Regions from separate parts of the Mus musculus genome. Here all the other regions are linked to region 1. The links are chromatin contacts, called in public HiChIP or PLAC-seq maps. All regions are on one chromosome and are shown on one strand. Each heading gives the region's core, a stretch centred on a gene start, on an enhancer-like site or on the middle of the called end of the contact. The rest is flanking DNA. Distances are from core to core; before and after follow the strand shown.

What was found. HiChIP or PLAC-seq counts read pairs in DNA pulled down with a chosen protein or histone mark.
Region 2: a FOXA1 HiChIP or PLAC-seq map of pancreatic cancer cells shows a contact between it and region 1. The contact joins two enhancer-like sites. A contact is called at or near these places in 1 of 484 Hi-C or Micro-C datasets (extraembryonic endoderm stem cells) and 4 of 115 datasets of contacts at active chromatin or transcription factors (embryonic stem cells, extraembryonic endoderm stem cells and pancreatic cancer cells).
Region 3: a contact with region 1 is called in a FOXA1 HiChIP or PLAC-seq map of pancreatic cancer cells. The contact joins two enhancer-like sites. A contact is called at or near these places in 1 of 484 Hi-C or Micro-C datasets (muscle stem cells) and 3 of 115 datasets of contacts at active chromatin or transcription factors (extraembryonic endoderm stem cells, pancreatic cancer cells and trophoblast stem cells).

The regions. Positions count from the first base shown.
Region 1 is chr17:13,923,508-13,926,115 of GRCm38.p6, reverse strand. No RefSeq gene overlaps it. Among named protein-coding and RNA genes, the nearest start is that of Gm7168, 24 kb to the left of the region's middle. Within about 2 kb of position 1,330, at least 48 of the 459 cell types and tissues checked have an H3K27ac peak or open chromatin away from gene starts, as enhancers often do. A contact at or near this core is called in extraembryonic endoderm stem cells, pancreatic cancer cells and trophoblast stem cells, where this site is marked.
Region 2 is chr17:13,667,576-13,670,183 of GRCm38.p6, reverse strand. No RefSeq gene overlaps it. Among named protein-coding and RNA genes, the nearest start is that of Gm24867, 6.5 kb to the left of the region's middle. Within about 2 kb of position 1,278, at least 169 of the 459 cell types and tissues checked have an H3K27ac peak or open chromatin away from gene starts, as enhancers often do. A contact at or near this core is called in pancreatic cancer cells, where this site is marked.
Region 3 is chr17:13,742,606-13,745,213 of GRCm38.p6, reverse strand. All of the region lies in intron 1 of Tcte2 (t-complex-associated testis expressed 2), which reads left to right. Among named protein-coding and RNA genes, the nearest start is that of Afdn, 17 kb to the left of the region's middle. Within about 2 kb of position 1,318, at least 113 of the 459 cell types and tissues checked have an H3K27ac peak or open chromatin away from gene starts, as enhancers often do. A contact at or near this core is called in extraembryonic endoderm stem cells, pancreatic cancer cells and trophoblast stem cells, where this site is marked.

The DNA.
Region 1 (2,608 bases), core at 81-2,580:
AGTGTTTGTTTCAAGTATTTGCATAATGATGAATGTACCCAAGTTCGGGCTTATGTAATGTTCTTAGTGGGCTGCTTTCTTCTTTATTTCTTCTGATTAGTTTTGGCTTCTAATCCCTCAGGTATTACAAAAGCCAACACCTGCCTGTTTCCTGGGCATTTGTTTGCAATATTTTCCCATAGCTTTACTCTAAGGTATGGTCTGTCCTTGAAGGTGAGGTTTATTTCTTGTAAGCAACAAAAAGGACAACAGGGTCCTGTTTTCTAATCCTACCCAGAATGTTTTGGATGAGGAACTGAGGTCATTACTAACAGACATGTGTTCTGTATGGTCCTTTACCGATTGTATGGCATTTGCTTTCTCAGGCCTGCTTCACCTAACAACTACTGTTTCTCCTTCACTGTTAGCCTTGTGGGCATGCTCATCCTTCTGTCTAGAATGAGGCATTCCTTCCAGGATTCTTGGAGGGACTGACATGGCGGTCATAAATTCTTTATTGTGGGATGTTTTACTTTCTTCTTCATTTATGATGGAGAGTTTTGCATGGCAGAGCAAGTTGACTGGGTTGGCATCTATGGTCTTGCAGAACTTGAAGTACATTTTTCTGAGGTCTCCTGGCTTTTAAAGTTTCTTTTGAGAAATCAGCTCTAGCACACTCAGCCTTAAATGGGATATTTATATCACACACTCTGAGACCCAGGGAATATCCTGGGAGAGAAAACAGAAAGAAAAAAAAAATGGGTTGTGGGTGGGGGAAGGGCTGTGTACTGTCTTCTAAGTATGATGCAGCCATTTTGATCATGAACAGATTACAGTTGCCTACTCCAGGCCTACACGAGCAGACATGACATGTGGGGGGCTCAGTGGGCCCACCCTCTCTGCTGAACTGTTAGCTACCGATGGATTCAGGAGAGAGGTTGAGTCCTTATGGTCAGTTGTGGGCCCAATGCATGGACCACTAACTCCACTGGCTAACTCCAGACCCACTGTCATACAGATGGTCCTGGTTAAACTTAGCAGATCACAAACAAAACAAAGGCATGGACATGAGAAAGAGGCTTACAGAGAAGGAGCTGACAGAAGTAGGAGAATAAGGGACTGTGGGGGCCAAGATGAATCAGAATGCTGTGTGTGTGTGTGTGTGTGTGTGTGTGTGTTTCTAAAAAGACCCTTGTGGTGAAGAAAACATTTCCTCCAGGATGACAGGGAACATGGTGGACTGCAGCACATCTCGCAGCACAAGAGCTCATCTGACTCTAGTCAGCACACCTCTCTGCTCTGTTCCAGGAGAAAGTCTCATGACAAACACTGAGTCATGCTGTGTCACCCACTGCTAGGCTATCACTGTCTCAGCCCCTGAAGTACCAGGCATGCTATGGCCAGAATGACAAGCGCTTGTATATAACTGTAACTATCCCTTGGAAATATCTGAACTCACCTATCCAAGAGGAGGGGGTGTGAATATGTCCAAATACCACTGCCTGAGATTCTGCTGGGCCCTACATTCTGGAAGTCAAGGGGAGGTGTCAAATTAGTGTAAGAGGCAGAGAACTACTGCTCAGAAACCTGGAAGAATGTGCCCCACAATTCCCCCCAAGGAATCCCAATGGACAAGATCATAGGAAAGTTTACTGCCTACTGATTTTCAAGCTGGCAGGGTACAGGAAAGCAGGGACAAGCTGTTCACATTATAGTAGAGGCTAAGAAGAGTGGGGATGTGGAAGGAAGGGGAGCAGGGACATGGGAGGGGAGGGCAGACCCTTGGAAACAGATGGATCTTTAGTGGCTTGAATGCTTCTACACTGTTCCCCTGCTGTGTGACTAGGAGGGTTGCTCTGTGGGAGCTCTCTCTGTTGGTCCTGCTCCTTAGGCTTCTTGGCTGATGGCTCTGTTCTTTTGTGCACTTGCTGGGTTGGTCTTAAGAGGCAAGCTGGAAGAACCTACATATCTCCAGCTATGGCCTCACAGGTCGCCAACTATAGGGGATGGGGGAAGCCTCAGTGGGACAATAAACAGAACTTAGGCACTTGGGTTCCCTCTGTCATGCCTGGCCTTGGGGATACCATTACACTGAGAGAAAGAAGCCTGTGATAGAAAACCCCATGGTTAGTTACTGTCATCCTGAAAAAATACTTGCTCACAAACTAGGATAGCTACGGATGGGATCTGTACCTGGAACACTACCAAGTCGCTCATTTGTGAACGTGGCAATGGGAGCTGGTAGATGAACCCTGCATGTCCCTAAGCCCCAGTGCACTGGTATGCCTGACACTGAACCCAGCTCTCCACATCCTCTTGAAGATGTTCATACCTTTCAAACTTGTATGTCTTATCAACCAGAGGACAGCCAGGAAGAGGGTACCACACAAGGACTGTTTCCTAATTGAAGACAAAACAGAGCAGGCAGATTCAGGCAGAGCTCGGTTCATCAAGCAAGGTCAAGGCTGGTAAGTGGTGCCCCAGGCAGCTCCAGCTGCTGCTTGTCTGTGTTGGCAACTCCTCCTGGAACACACAGATAGCTCTGATGACAGATTAGACTTGGCTGCTCAGGGACAATGCTGTGTAACAAAGACAGCAGCCAGATGGTCCTCAAGGCGAGGCATTTGAT
Region 2 (2,608 bases), core at 29-2,528, 260 kb after region 1:
GTTTAGTGCCATTAGGGTCTTGTATTGTTTACCCAGTAACTCTGGGTACCTCTAGAGAGTCTGGGAACAAAAGACTCAGAGCTGGGTGAGATGCCAGATAAGCCATGAGCAGGAAAAAAAAAAAAAAATCAAAGCTCGTGGACAAACCAAGGGCTCAGTTTAGATTCTGTTCAGGGTGTCTAACAGGTCCTCCTGGTTTCCGAAAAATACAAGAATGTCCAACAGGCCTGGGGAGATGGCTCCAGAGGGAAGAGTGCTTGCTGTGTGACACTCAAACAGAAAGATGACCAAAGCTATCTGTGCCTGTAACCCCAGCTTTGGTAACTGTGGGGTGGAGCCTAGACAAAACACTAACACAGTCCACCTCACAGAAGTGGTGAGCTTCCAGTTCAATTCCAAGGGACTAAAGCAGAGAATGACAGAGAGAGACCTTATGTCTTTCTCTGTCCTCTGTGGGAGCATGCAACCACACATTCATGTGTATGACCAACAACAACACACACACACACACACACACACACACACACACACACACACACACACACACACCATGCAAACACACAAAGAATGTCCAAAAGCCCTACAGACTCCAGACAGCACAGCCTCTGGCCTCCTTCATTTTCTGAGCCTCTTACAGAAAGGCAAAGCCTGTGCCAAGGGGTTTGTGGATCGCAGAATTATCATGTAGCATCCTCTGTCTCCACTGAGTAATTCCTGTGGATTGATCAATATCAAAGGTCTGGGCTTGCCGCCAGCCTGCGATGCCATGCATGCTCGGAGAATACTGTCACTGCATTTTAGAGCACGCCCAGCCACTTCCTCCCAGATGCCCGCAGCATCCATATTCACAGACAAACGATCTTCCTTAACCTCCTAAAATCACGATAGGCAGTGTCAGCCTTGAGAATTTTTTTCTTTTTAATCAGGAAATGGGAAACACAGGAGCAATGCATTCATTAGGAGAATTCCTCATGTCTCCTGACCCGCATAAATCACAAAATCCCTTCAATGGTTTCTTAGTTTAGAATCCAAATTCGAGGGTGCTGCCAGCCAGTCAGCTGAATCCCTGCATTTCCCATTCATCTTGATATTTTATCAAAAATATCTTTCTTACAACTGGTATAGATCCCCGGTGCCCCGGGAGCATTCACAAAACCTGATTTGGCCCACAGAAGGCTATTTATATATAGTCTCTGCGACCTAGGCATTCTGGACAGAGGGGCGTGGCACAAGGAAGCTGCAGGTGCCACGGGCCAACCCAGGGTTCAGGGCTGGGGGTGGAGACTGAGCAGAGCTGAGAAGGGCTTGAGTAAGCAATAAATATACTGCCTGGCGCCTTGATTCATATGCTAAGGAGCATCAAATTCGGCTTTAATTGGTGCAGAGAGGGAAGCTTGCAGCTGCCTCTGGCCCACACTGTGCACGGTAGGATACTCCCATGAATAGTGTTTAAAAATAAGCCCCGCAGGGAAATGCAGCCCAAAGACTGAGAGCAGCCAGTGACTGGGGGAGGGGGTGTGGGCGGCCTGTGGCTGGGGAAGGGTGTGGGGCGCAAGGCTACCAGGTTAAATCTGAGAAGATCTCAGACCTCAGAGTCCCAGGAGCCGCAGATTTCCTCCGTGCCCTGTAAAGAAATACGTGTTTCACCCTTTGTGAAAATGCTTAGCCTTTCATGATGGTTGCTGTTCCCCTGTGGACTCTTGTGGAGAGAGGCCACAGGGGCTCTCTTTCGGGGAAAGTCTCTTCTAGCCCTGTTTCCCTTTCTCCCTGGCTTTGGGGCTGGGCTCTAGGAAGGGACCCTCAGTGAGGGCAGAAAGCTCTTCACTAGGCTAAGACTTTCCCTACTGGAACTATGGAAGCAAGGAGACATGGTGCTTTGCCAGGCCAGCGTCCTAGGCCAGCCCTTCTTAGGTGCTGGCCAAGCCTAGTCAAATGAATTTCGCCTCTTCTTAGCTAGAGTGCAGAGTGACCACGTGTACAGCCAGCTCCTGGCCAAGAGGCCCCTAGAACAGGATCTGGGAGGGTTGGCTACTCTTGGTGTTTGTGTGTGAGTCTAGGTTGTAGAAACCATTGCTTATGTATGGATCATATAAGCACATTTATAAACCAGCAATGAAGAGGCTTTCTGACCTGAGTGTGTGTGTGTGTGTGTGTGTATGTGTGTGTGTGTGTATGTGTGTGTATGGAGAGAGAGAGATGGGAAAGAGAGAAAGAGAGGGAGGAGGGGAGACCTTTGCTATAAAGAAAAGTCTGGTATATTCCATATTGAATTCCATGTGCTGGGTTTCAGGTGAGAGAGTAGGAAGCTAAGTGGGTTGTTTGTAGCCATCAGGTTCCACTCAGGTGTCTTAAGTCAGGTGGGACATTTGTACTTCCAGCTCTGGGACAGGGGGGGCATGAGGCCTGACCACACTAGGTTTCTAACAGCTTCCTGGTTTGTAGAATTTGAATGAGACTCTCAGTTTCTTGAGCCGCGTTTTACTTCTGTGACAAATGACGTCTAAATGCAATTTCAAACAGTAGCTCCCTCCGGGCGTGGTGGCACACGCCTTTAATCCCAGCACTCGGGAGGCAGAGGCAGGGGGATTTCTGAGTTCGAGGCCAGCCT
Region 3 (2,608 bases), core at 69-2,568, 180 kb after region 1:
AACCCACCTTGTCTGTAACGGCCTCCTGTGCTGTTGTATGTCACCCCCCAGGGGTCTTGTCCAGTAAAGGGAGCTGTCACAAACTAGAAATGCAAACTGCAGACTGTGGTGAGAGCGAGGGAGTCTTTGCTTCTGAAAGCATGACACCAGGGCAGAGTGCCAACTTCCAGGCTGACTGAGAATGGCTCTGACAAGCAGTTATGCCTAAGAAGTCTCCTTCCCTGAGACCGAGAGCTGACACCTTGTGAGTCCACACTTCATTGGGTTTTGTACAGGTTACAACTGGGAAGTGTAATTATTAACAGATCCAAATACCTCACTGTGGGGAGACCTGCACGGCAGACTGAGAGGTGAAAGTGGGTGTATTTTTTTACCTTTTCCAGATCCTTCCATACAATGGATCCGAGCTTCCAGCATTTAATAACAATGTTAGCAACCCCGTAGGTGTCTGGTACAGCACAGCACATGCTGTAAGTAGACAGATACCACAATTTGTCCAGTGATTTTGTCTTACTGTGTTTTATAGCAGGTAGTATATGGATTATGAATAGATAATGTGAAGGAAAATGAGCTACTGTTCCTAATGAGAGCAGTCCCCTTACAGACTTGCTAGCTCCAGAGCTCTCTGTGGGCCTGTACTGAAGATCTCACATATTTTTCCAATGGTAAATTCTGCTTAAGGATCTCATAGCACTGTAGTGTTGATGGAGACTGCTCCGACCCCACTCCCACTCCCTTCTCCATCTCCAGTCAGCCAGTGTGCGTACCATCTGCCAACACGTGATCGTACATGGCAAATCAACCACGGAAAAGTCTCTCATGCTAAGAAATCGCAGCAGAGTTTCTTGTAAAAGTTTCACAGGGAGAATGAAACAGCATTTCTTTGCCAAACCATTTTATTAGAACTTCTGCCTAAGAAAAAAATCAGGACTGGCCCTGTGTGCTGCTTACATTAGCTGGAAAGACCTCTATATAGTATTTCTGGGGATTCATCCTTGAGGCACCACTGCCAGAAGGTGCATCCTTGCCTGAGATCCTTAGTTTTCAGGAGGCCATCTCCGAAATCCCTTTTTAGTGTATAGTGCAGTTGCCCATCTGTACCAGCCGCCCTATGCTTTGCTGCGTTTGTGATGTGTTTATTGGACTGTCACTAGCAGGAACAGGAGGCTTAAAGCACACACCATCCACACAAGTGCATGGCCAGCAGCTGCACAGAGGTGTGAACCTGGCTTCCTGATGACTCTGGGCTCCCCAGGTGCAGCAGGCAGGAAAAGCAGGCTGGCCTGCTGCTGGCACATTCCTTTGCTGTGACTGTTTCCCAACACCAAGGCCATATCTTCATCTGTAAACAGAGGCCGTAACAACTACTTCTGGCACTGTGAGAACCACACAGACGCCTCATAAAGGCAGCCTTGGCTTATGGGAAGCGCCTTCCTCGCCTCCTTTCTAGCTCTCGGTGTCACACACCTTCACTGCACAGGGAAGCACTTGAAGCAGCAAACACAGCTAGGGGATGGGCCTGCCTGCTGGGAGTGCGCATTTTCTCACCCTTTCCCACACTAAGCGCAAGGTCAGTGTCTGTAGAGTTCCACTTGGGGCAGCCCTTGTAATAATTTCTGTGGATCGTGCAAATGATGCCTGGAGTGTGGCAGAGGGAAGAGGCAGTGACTTCTGTGCTTGTGGAAGCCAAGTAAGAAGCAGGCACTCGATGCATGCTGCCACCCACTACCCACCTCCCTCCTCCTTATCCTCCCAGATGATAAGCACCATGGGGACATGGATTTTTCTTACTAACAAGATACACCGAGGACCTGCAAAGGTCAGAGAGCTGTTCAAGAGGCAAGTGGGGGCCCTGTAGCCCTGGGTCTCCAGGGAGCTTGAATCTAGGGGCACTGTACTAAACAAGCTGCATTCGGAAGCTTTACAGGGCAGGAGCTGGGGAGGAGCCCACTGAGGCTTAGGCAAGTTCTGAGGACAAAGGAAGGAGGAAGACTGTCAATTCCAGTAATTCCAGCAAGGCTTTCTGGTTGTCCTCTGTCCTGATGCACCTGCCCGGTGCCCAGCAGGCTGGGGTCTGCTCTATTGGGTCTGAGCAGCAGGAAGCACAGGGTAAAAGGCAGCTTGGGAAAACCAAGGCCTGCCTTCTGCTTGTCCCTCACTGTACCAGATCAGGCAGTAGCTGGATTCCTTCCTGGTTTCAGCCTTGTTAGGTGACTCTCAGAGCCTACTGGGCTGTAGGCTCCATACCTCTGGCTCCTCCCTGATCCTGGAAAACACATGGTAAAACCTACAGCTAGCCAGCAGCTCTTTGCTTTCTTCTTTCTTTCTTTCCTTTTCTTTTCTTTTTTCTTTTTCCTTTTTTCTTTTTCCTTTTTTCTTTTTCTCTCTTTCTTTTTTCTTTTTTTTTCTTTTTTCTTTTCGCCAGTCTATTTGCTTCACTGACATTTCATTCACAAAGCCTGATAGTGGGTGGTTTCTGAAACATGGGGAGTTAAACAGCCATCACAACGATCAGTTTTAGAACATCTTAAACTAAACAAAGAGAGCTGGTGCCCCTTCACAGTCCTTCCTCATTTCCCCCAGTTCCTCCAGTGCTCAGGAATCACCA